Regions from separate parts of the Mus musculus genome. Here all the other regions are linked to region 3. A link is a contact called in public HiCAR-type and promoter capture Hi-C data. All regions are on one chromosome and are shown on one strand. Each heading gives the region's core, a stretch centred on a gene start, on an enhancer-like site or on the middle of the called end of the contact. The rest is flanking DNA. Distances are from core to core; before and after follow the strand shown. Region 1 holds the start of Tfam (transcription factor A, mitochondrial). Region 2 holds the start of Bicc1 (BicC family RNA binding protein 1). Region 3 holds the start of Ccdc6 (coiled-coil domain containing 6).

The links. Promoter capture Hi-C pulls out the DNA fragments that hold promoters and counts their contacts. HiCAR-type assays count read pairs that join an accessible place to other places.
Region 1: a contact with region 3 is called in a promoter capture Hi-C map of pre-B cells, with 9 times the contacts expected there. The contact joins the promoter of Tfam here to the promoter of Ccdc6 in region 3. A contact is called at or near these places in 13 of 39 promoter capture datasets (the 3T3-L1 cell line, the C10 cell line, the HPC-7 cell line and 7 more), 9 of 484 Hi-C or Micro-C datasets (B cells, CD4 T cells, the G1E-ER4 cell line and 4 more), 5 of 115 datasets of contacts at active chromatin or transcription factors (the 230-238 cell line, astrocytes, effector CD8 T cells and 2 more) and 2 of 9 other capture datasets (adipose tissue and liver).
Region 2: a HiCAR-type map of astrocytes shows a contact between it and region 3, with 4 times the contacts expected there. The contact joins the promoter of Bicc1 here to the promoter of Ccdc6 in region 3. A contact is called at or near these places in 3 of 39 promoter capture datasets (the 3T3-L1 cell line and hippocampal neurons) and 1 of 115 datasets of contacts at active chromatin or transcription factors (astrocytes).

The regions. Positions count from the first base shown.
Region 1 is chr10:71,236,775-71,239,918 of GRCm38.p6, reverse strand. It overlaps Tfam (transcription factor A, mitochondrial), which reads left to right and starts at 1,875. Exons shown (of 7, transcript NM_009360.4): 1 at 1,875-2,079; 2 at 2,888-3,003. The coding sequence starts at 1,979.
Region 2 is chr10:71,158,031-71,161,433 of GRCm38.p6, reverse strand. Bicc1 (BicC family RNA binding protein 1) reads left to right here and starts at 1,744. Exons shown (of 21, transcript NM_031397.3): 1 at 1,744-2,013. The coding sequence starts at 1,818.
Region 3 is chr10:70,095,468-70,098,753 of GRCm38.p6, reverse strand. Ccdc6 (coiled-coil domain containing 6) reads right to left here and starts at 1,633. Exons shown (of 9, transcript NM_001111121.1): 1 at 1,173-1,633. The coding sequence starts at 1,454. The region is part of intron 2 of Gm51771 (a long non-coding RNA gene); the gene reads left to right.

The DNA.
Region 1 (3,144 bases), core at 626-3,125, 1.1 Mb before region 3:
CTGGACTTACAGGAAAATGTGTTTTTACATCTGTTTGGATACACTCCAAGGGCAAACCAAACACAAAGGATCTTGTTGCTGTTGTGACAGGAGGTTTGAAAGGACGAGCTGGAAGTCCCCTTTACCCTCAAGAGAGAATGAAATGAAACCGGAAGTGATGGTAAACTGGGCTTAGAAGGAGTGGGTTTAGAGGAGTGGGTGTGGTCCTCTGTCTCTTGAAGGAGACAATGTTTTAAAGCTGCAGAAAGGAAGTAGACTCTCAGCTCAGTGTTACACTAGTAAGATTTTGCTTTCTTTTCAGAAAAAAAAAAAAGTACAGGTAGGCAGCAGAAGAGGCTGTTGTTGTTAGGTATATTCTCACCATGCTAACTCTGGCCGACCTGGAACTTGTATATAGAGCAAACTCTCAATCACAGATCTCTACCCACTTCTTACCTCCAGAGTGATTGGAGTGAAAGCATTCACCTCTGAGCCTGATGGATGACATAGTTATTTTTAAATGTTATTTATTTATTTTACCTTTGAAACAAAGTCTCTAGCCTGACTGACCTGGAATTTACTTTGTAGGCAAGGATAACCCTGCACTTGTGGTCCTGCCTCAGCTTCCCAAGTTCTGGAACTAGAGGCTTAAGACACCATGCCTGCTCTATGTGAGGATCCTGGCTTATGGGGGGGATCTAAGCCAACGGCTTTCTGTGCATCCTGGCAGGCATCCCTACCAGTTAAGCCACATTCCCAGACCTTAAGCAACATATTTTAACAGATTGAAGCCCTTGACCATTTTTAGATCTTCCTAATCTTTTCCATGCCATTGAATTAAAAAAAAAAAAAAAACCAACCAAACAAACAAAAATTGAGTTTTTTGTAGGACACAAACTGTACACTACCTCAAGTCCATCCTGGTCCCACAATTTCAGTGGTTTGGCTGGCTAAGCTCATCTAGTCCACGTGATCTGCAAAGTGGGAAACAATATTCAGGGCTCTGGCATGCCCTGCTCAGGTATTAATATAAGAATATTTTTGCTATCGCTTCTCAGCCTTTTGGAGAAGATCAAGTGAAGAATATTCTTGCTTTGTTGCTATTATGAGGGCTAGTTGTTTGGGTTTTTGTTTTGAGGCAGGGTCTCATGTAGTTTTGAACTTGCTATGTAGCAGGGGATGAATTTGAATGCCTGCCTCCGCCTCCCAAGGGCTGGGATTACAGGCCTGCACCATCAAGCTGGGTTCAGTTTATTAATTTTTTTTTCGTGACACATTTCCTTTTGTGTACATGTTTGTGTGTGTGTGTATGTCAAAGTCAGAGGGCAACTTGTTTGAGTTGGTTCTCTCTTTTAATCATGTAGGTCTTGGGGATAGAACTCAGCTTGCCAGGCTCTGGGCCATCTTGGGAACCCTCATTCCTTTCTATTAATTGTTAAAGAGAAGATAAATAAGGCGATCCATTTCAAGACCACTCCTCCCTCTCTTCCACCCCTCCAGTAGCCTTGTGGGCTTTCCTGCGGACTCATGAAACATGCAGTTTGCTGTTGGGGCATCAGCAGTACCACGGATCTCTAACTTCAGTAGCCAGGCACTGTGACACAAGCCGCAGCACCAGCGTCACGAAGCTCAGTAGGCAGCCCAGGCCCATGGTCCAGCAACAGCACGCAGGCAGCCCAGGAGAACACATGGCAGGGGCCTGGGGGTAAGCCGCCGCTCAGCAACACCCACCTTAGACCAGGCCCACCCTCCCTAGCCTCAGGCTCCGCCCCCTCCTCGGCCCGGCCCCGCCCACTGAGCGGTGGGGGACGCACAGCACCTCCTGTCCTCCCCGCCTCCTGCCGCGGACCGGAAGTCCGGGCTTCCCACAGTACCCCGCGCGCGGCGGGCATGATAACAAGCCCCCGGAGTTCCCACGCTGGTAGTGTGGCAGTCCATAGGCACCGTATTGCGTGAGACGAACCGGACGGCGCCGGGCCATCATTCGTCGGCCCGAGCGATGGCGCTGTTCCGGGGAATGTGGAGCGTGCTAAAAGCACTGGGGCGCACGGGGGTCGAGATGTGCGCGGGCTGCGGGGGTCGCATCCCCTCGTCTATCAGGTAGGCCGCGGGCGAGGGACGCCGTTCGTTCAGGCGTCCGTCTGCCCTCGTCCCACCCTCGTCCTCCGGGCCGCCTGGGGTCTCGCGCCTTTTGGTACCCGACCCCACTTCCTGTCACCTTCTACCTTTCGGCGCCTAGGGCGCTCTCCTTCTGCCTTGGAGGCGGGCCCTGAAGTTGTGGCGCGGAACGCTCGCCCGGACGCTGCCAGGAGGTCACCCAGGATGCCACGACTTGTTTTAGCCCTGCAGGCCCCTCTTTGGTTTGGCTAGGTCACCCATGATGCTAGGACTTGCTTCACCCCTCTTTGGTTTGGCTAGGTCACCCAAACCTGCCCTGTTTGCAAGCCTCAGCCCTGCAACCTCTTTTATTTTTTTGCTTAGGGTAGGTTGTTAAAGTAAGTCGGTTATGGAGCTTATACAGCTGAAGCCCCTTGCGTTTAATTGAATTCTTAGCACAGCAGAGGGAAGGGAAATGCACTCAAAGGTTATTACGATTATATATTTTTTTGGTTGATTGGTTGACTTTTTTTTTTTTTTTAATTTAAAAGATTGGGTCTCTCTGCATAGCCCTGGCTGTCCTAGAACTCCTTTTGTAGACTAGGCTGTCATTGACTTAACAGAGATCCACCTGCTCTGCCACTAGAATGTTGGGATTAAAGGCCTGTGCCACAACTGCTGGGCTAGTTATTAGCATTTTAGGTGGAGGTGTTGGATGTACAGCACCTTGGCTGACTTTGTACTTAGAATCTGAGATCTGTGTATGACTGTTACACGTATCTGACATTCCGTTCTTTTTACTTGTGTGTAGTCTTGTCTGTATTCCGAAGTGTTTTTCCAGCATGGGTAGCTATCCAAAGAAACCTATGAGTTCATACCTTCGATTTTCCACAGAACAGCTACCCAAATTTAAAGCTAAACACCCAGGTAAGGAGTTTGGGGCTTATGATCTTCTCTGATATGATTTTTTTTTTAATTGCAATCTTTGATTTGCATTACCAGAGCATCTAGTACAGTCATTTTCTTTGGTAGTCTGTATAAGTTTTTTTTTAACTAATAGAAGTTCTT
Region 2 (3,403 bases), core at 495-2,994, 1.1 Mb before region 3:
TCCATCCATCCATCCATCCATCCATCCATCCATCTATCTATCTATCTATCTATCTATCTATCTATCTATCTATCTATCTATCTATCTATGGTGTGTGTGTGTGTGTGTGTGTACATGTCCTCAAGTGCAGGTGCCAGAAGAAGTCAGAAGAGGGCACCAAACACAGCTGAGCTGGAGTTACAGGCAGTTGTGAGCCCTGCAAGGTGGGCTCTGGGAATGGAACTCTGGTCCCCAGGAAAAGCACCAAGAACTCTATAACGGCTGAACCATCTCTCCAGCTGGAGATATGTTAAAGTTCCGTTTTATTATCTATTTGTGTATGCGTGTGAGAGTGTTATTCCAAAGTGCTCTTGGTATGGCCAAAAAGGACAACTTGCCTGCATTGGGCCTCTCTTTCCACCATGTGAGGCCTGAGGGTCTAACTCAGGTTGTCTGGCTTGACAGCCAGTGTACTTATGTTCTGAGTCACGTCTCCAGCCCCCTGTAAGAGTTTTGATTCAAACACACACTGTATGATTATCTATGGGCCCCAGGTGAACCCTATGGCTCACCCCACTTGTAAACCTACTTCTTCCCTCGGTAGCACAGTGCTTTTCTACCATATTTAACACCATCATCCTCCTACGTAGAACAGATACTCTTGTGCGTTTGGTCATTTAATAAAAGGCAGTACGATTCTGTGTGGCGTGGGGGCGAGTGTTCCAAGCTCACAGCAGGACTTCATCCTCTGAGCTCTATGCTCCGCTTTGAGAGTGATGGTGCGTGGGCTGGCGGGCAGTCAGCATCAGAAGTTGCGAGGCTTTCATCTGTGGGCCGCCTAGAACAGAGAGGAGCTCCCAGCCTGTCTAGAGAATGAGCCAGCCATTTCTGTGATCTCAGACAGAGATAGATGCTTAAGGTGGCGAAAGTAGTGTCTTGTTGAATCAAGGCCTGAAATTAAAGTCAGAGAAGGGCACATCTGGCGAAGGTATCTTTGGATTGGACCGATTAGGTGCACACAAGTCAAGTCTACTCTGACATCTGCAAAAGTTGGTCATCAATCCCTCTTGTCCCCAGATCTCCTTTTATTACTCTCTATTCTCATTCAGGCTTGTGGGACAGACTCAGGGTGTTCTGAGGGTCTGTAAATAGGACTGGACTTGGGAGCATACCCTTTGAGCACTTTGGGGTGAACTTGATCTAAGTTTGGAGTATTCTGAGTATGGAGAGGGATGGAATTCGGGTATAGGGATAGAAAAGTGACAGTAAGGGATTCGGGTGTGGATAAGCAAGCTTGTACGCCTGGCAGGAGTGAGTTTTTGATGGAGTCTCCATCAAAGTTTGTGAGTTTTGATGGAGTCTCCATCAAAGTACAAAAAAGTGGCAGTAAGTGACGAGGGCGTCTGGCGGGGCACCCCAGGAGCGCTAGGCTCGAACTGGGTGAGGGGGTCCGAGAGCCCGAGGGTCCACGCGATGGGTCAGGCATTCCGGGCGGCGCCGCGCGGCGTGTGGACGTGGTGCGTGTGAGAGGGCGCGGGCTGGCCGCTCCCGCCCGCTGCTCCCCGTGGGCCTGGCCGGCCAATGAGCGCGCGAGGCGGCGGCGGGGCTGGCGGCGGCCGGAGGCGCGGGCGGCTCTGTGCGCTCGGAGCGGGCGCTGCGGGCGGGCGGGGGCCGGGGCGCAGGCGATCGGCGCGGCGGGGCGGGGGGCGGCGCCCGAGGCGGGGATGCGCAGGGCTTCCCGCGGCCACGGCGGCGGCGGGGGCACGAGCTAGCGCTGCGGCGCGCCGAGCCACATCGGCCGGGGCCGGGGCGGCGGCAGCCCGAGCGCCGCTCGCACCATGGCCTCGCAGAGCGAGCCGGGCTACCTGGCGGCGGCGCAGTCGGACCCCGGCTCCAACAGCGAGCGCAGCACCGACTCGCCGGTGGCCGGCTCCGAGGACGATCTGGTGGCCGCGGCGCCCCTCTTGCACAGCCCGGAGTGGAGCGAGGAGCGCTTCCGCGTGGACAGGAAGAAACTCGAGGCCATGCTCCAAGGTAGGCATGCCCCTGCTCCTAATCCTCTCCCAAGTCCGCCACAGGATCGTCTCTCAGTCCGCTCACGGGACACCCTCCCTCCCCCCCAACTTTGTCAGCTTGCTCGGATCCGAGGAGCTGGAGGCCCGAGTTTGTGCTGCAGCTCCGAAGTTGCTGTTAGGACCGCGGCGGTGCCAGCTGCAGCTGGGACATCTGGGCCGTGGCATCCTTACACTACGGGACCGCCCAGTGTGCGGGACTTTGCCCGGCTTCCCGCAGCCTGGAATCTCTGCCACCCCTGCCGCGTCTTTTCCCTCCCCTCCTTAGTATCCGCTTCCTCCAGCTAGGGCCTGCTCTCGTCGCCTGGAAAAGCGCTGCAGATGTCAAGGCTTCAGCTGGGAGCCCCCGCCCCCACGCCGGAGTCTTGAGCTGGAGCAAGTCACCCAGGCGTGGGGATCTGTGCCCTGGCAGTGCGAGGGTAGCATGTGTCAGGGTAGCATGTGTCAGGGCAGTCCTAAAAGACATCTTGAGTTACATTCAGTCCATAAACTTCTCCCTTGCAGCTGTGGGAGTCTGACTTGACTTTCATATTTTGGGTTTTTAATTTAAAAAAAATTTTTTTCAAATTCTTTATAGAGTTTCTGGGATTTTCCCAGGAAGAGAAACTTTCTCCACACTGGATCGGAAGCAAATGCTGATTTATTGCTTTAGGATTAGAGTGAGCAGTAACAGATCCAAGGTCATTTTGACCTTTAAAAATGTCCATTCGCAGCCTACCTGTGTGGCTCACCTCCCACATCCAAAGGCAGAGATGAGGTAGCTGGAATGTGCATTATTTTTAAGACTTGAGGAGATCTGGCCCCTGCTCCCAGGAAGGGAGAGAGGTGAGGATTCGGTAGCTCTCATCCTTCATCCCGGGAAGCTTGGAGGTCCACAGACTCGCTTTTATTGCTGTCTGCGTGACTTATTTTGACTTTATCTGTCAATGTATCGCAGTATGGGAGCAAGTTATTCCTCTCTGGAAATGCAGTGGCTTCTCGGAACAATTAAGAGGGTTATTTTAAGAGAGAACAACATGTTTTCCTAAACAATAACTTGGTGGAAATAAGTATCAGGAGTGCTTGGCAGGCGGTTCTGGAAGGGCCGAGAACTCCTCTCCTTTGTTGCTTATTTGTATTGATAAACATTCCAAATGTCATGTCTTGTGTTTTTTTTTTTTTTTTTTTCCCCCTGAGATTATGTAACTTTGGAGGAAAGTAATAGATCTGAAAATTGAAGCCGGGTTACATTTCAGGAATTTTTCATTTGTGAAGCTTCCTTATTAGTTCCACGAGTCTGCCTAGTTTTGGGGGGTTACAAACAAAATGTTACAATTATGTTGCAGATGGATTGTAAGATCATTGCCTAGTTT
Region 3 (3,286 bases), core at 384-2,883:
CATATAGAAGCCACAGGGCACACACACACACACATATCACTTTTTCTTGGCACAAGGGCAGCTTAAATTTGTCCCGTTCTCGTCTCCAGGATATGATCCCTGACCCACCACCAAATCTCTTTTTCTCCACTGGAAGGGTTTCATCTAATCAGCTGTGTGCAAGCGGCTCTGGCAATTTATCCTCCTTGATTCCTTGACATTTTCTTTCCGTGCTGCTGGCTGGGAAACTGTTTTGATCTGAATAGGGTTGTCTGTGGGGGATTCTGCATGTTAATGATGTAGAGTTGGCAAGGATGGGAGGTGAGAGCACAACGCGTACTTTTTCTAGTTACGTTTCGCCTCATCACCGCTACGGGGGCCTTTCCACTCGGCTACACCAGGAGGCTGATCTCAGACTAATCTTACCCTCTTCCAGGGGAGCCTCGAGGGGCCAGGTAGAAACAGAACAGATGGCCTGTGTTCCCGTCAAGTACCTAGACTCACAGGCAAGTACTCCTAAGACTCTCGAACCAATGAAGGAGACGCACGTACATCCTTGCTCAGCCAGGCAGTCCCAGCGGCCACCCTCCATCCTGGTTTCAAGCTCCAACCCTGTCCCAGCCAGCGCCAGACGTTACACTCCCCACTACTCTGTACCCGCCCACCCTCCGGGCCCAAAAGGACAGTGATTCCGAACGGGGTGCTGGTGTAGCCTCAGTGCCCGCCCTTCCCTTTCCATCCTGGCCAGAAAACTCCACTTCCCGGATTCCGGGCCACTCTCTCCCTCCCCCAGCGCCGGCGATCCAGCAAAGCGCCGTCCTCCTGCCAACTGGGGACCCAGCCCAGTGGCACACCCCGTCTCCCCAACTAACCCCTGGACAGACCCCAGCTTCGTCCACTCACGGGGGCTCCGGAGAGGGTGTCCCTCTATTCGGAGCCTTCAGGCACCCTAGGGTTGAGAAAGTCCCACCCCGCCCCCCCCCCAGCCACGCCGCCAGCCTCTAGCCCTGGCTCGGAGGGACCTCCACCCTAGGCGACGAGGGGACGTTGGGGAGTCTCCCTAGGCACCTCCAACACCTCAAGGGAGGGAGGGCGCTCGTGGCCCCAAGGCCCGCTCTCTGTGCCCGCAGGCCCGCAACCCCGCACGGGGGCGCGCACTCGGGGGTCCCCCCTGGTCCGCGGGGTGCACTCACGATGGTCACGCTGGCTTTGCGCAGGTCGCGGTTCTCCTCCTGCAGCGCCTTGCACTTGAGTTTGTAGGTCTCCAGCTCTATCTTGAGCACCTTGTTCTCCTGCTGCAGCGAGGCCAGGCGGTTGGTGAGCTCCTCCAGGCGGAACGGCGAGATGACAATGCCCCCCGACTTCCCGCCGCCGCCCCCGCCGCTGCCGCCCGAGGTCGCCGAGCAGGACGACTGCATGGCTGCCGGGCCGCCGCCCGCCGCGTCCGTGTCGCTCTCGCTCGCGCTGTCCGCCATGGCTGGGCGAGTGGGCGCGGGGAGCCGGGCGCCGAGGGCCGGGCGCGCGGCGAGTGGGCGCGCGGCGAGTGGGCGCGGGGCCGGGCGCGCGGCGGCGGCGGGGGAGCTGGGGAGCGGGGGAGCTCAGAGCGCGGCGCGGGCGGGCGGCAGGGCGCAGACGCGCGGCGGCGGCGGCGGAGAAAGAGAGGGCGCTTCCCGCGGCCGCGCGAGCTGCTCCGCCAGGGAACAGAGACCCCGCCCGGACTCGGGCAGTACTGCAGCGCCGGGACTCTGGCGCGCTCCGCGGGGCCGTCCCCGCAAAGCCCCAGCCCCAGCGCTCTCCTAGCAGCTGCACACAGACGCTCGAGCCCCCGCCGCCTCCCCGCGCACGTGCTCCCGCCCCGGAGGGTCCCCTGCGTCCCCGGGCCCCAGCCCCCCAACACACACACATACACCGCCGCGCCGCGCCGCCTCTTCCGGAGAAAGGCGGACCCCACGCAGCGCCAGCCCCGCAGGTGCCGGGACACGTGGGAGGGGCAGCCGGGCTCCTTGGGCCACCCCACCCTCCCACCCCCGCTCAGCTGGAGCCTGGCACCTTGGATCGGCGCCGGCGCGCGTGGATCTCCCCCAGGGTGCCCCGTGCAGACCGCGCTTGGGGCTGGGAACAGAAAGTTGCACTGCAGTGGGTCGAAAAAGAAGAGTATCTGTGTGTCTGTCTGTGTGTCTGTGTATCTATTTCTCTCCCTCTCTGTGTGTCTGTCTGTGTTGTGGCATGTCGGCAGCCACAGGTTAGCCTAGCTTGCCACAAGGCCCCGGTGCGTCCAGTTGTTTGAACCAGGCGCCACCCACCTTTTTCTCTTTACCTCCTGCAAAGACTCTGCACCGGTCACGGGGATAGGATTAAGAAACCAAGATTTGTCTAGTTAAAGAAACGGGAGCTTTATTTAATTTTTTTTTTTTTTTAATCTCAGAAGGGTTGAAACAAACTTCAAGTACCAATTTTCCAAAGTAACTGCAGGCACAATGCTAAACAAATAACCACGATTAAGTGAGGGGAACTGTATAACCATTATTATCCGCTGCTCTCCAACTCCTACAAAACTCCAGGAGCTAAAAAATAAAACCGTAATTACTACTGTAGAGAGCCCAGCTTCAAAGAATCAGAAATTCAAATACTGTTAGGCCCCTCCCTCTTAGGAGAGCTTGCTTGTAGGAAACAGGCCTAGCAGGTGAGAAGGGTCTAAACACTTCACCTCCTGATACAAAACAGCTTTCGTTTCTGGGGGAAAAAATGGAAAGTGAAACTAACCAGGCGGGCTTTATTATCCAAGTTTAGTCGACGGAAGAACAAACTCATGGAAACAAAATGCAAAATAAAGGGGTGCGGGATGAAAAGTGTTTTCTGGCTGTCAACTGTTTTATAGTTTTATAAAGCGCTTAGCCATGACTACATGGCTTTCCTGGCTCATAACCTTGTCTTTAAACCAAATTGGATCCAGTGGTTAGACATGTTTCGTCCCCACTGCTAAATAGGAACTGGTCTCACCTCGGAATAACTCTTAACCTGCCAGGGGTGAAACCTTGACCTCAGGTTTACCAAGATGGCTGCCTCTAGTCAACAACCCAGACATGCTAACTTCGGTGAGCCCTCCCACCCCCCAAGACGTCTCCTAGGTAGGCTTGAGTTTAGAGCTAGGAACACAGTCGGTGAAGCAAAATGTAACAATAAAAGTTAAAAATCCAGGGGAGTGCAGGAGAGCCTTTGGCTTTGCTCTCCAGCAGCAGAGCACCAGTGTAAATAATCCTCTGCTGAGGGAGCCACTTTGTCACTGAAGTTTACTTGGCTCCTTGAC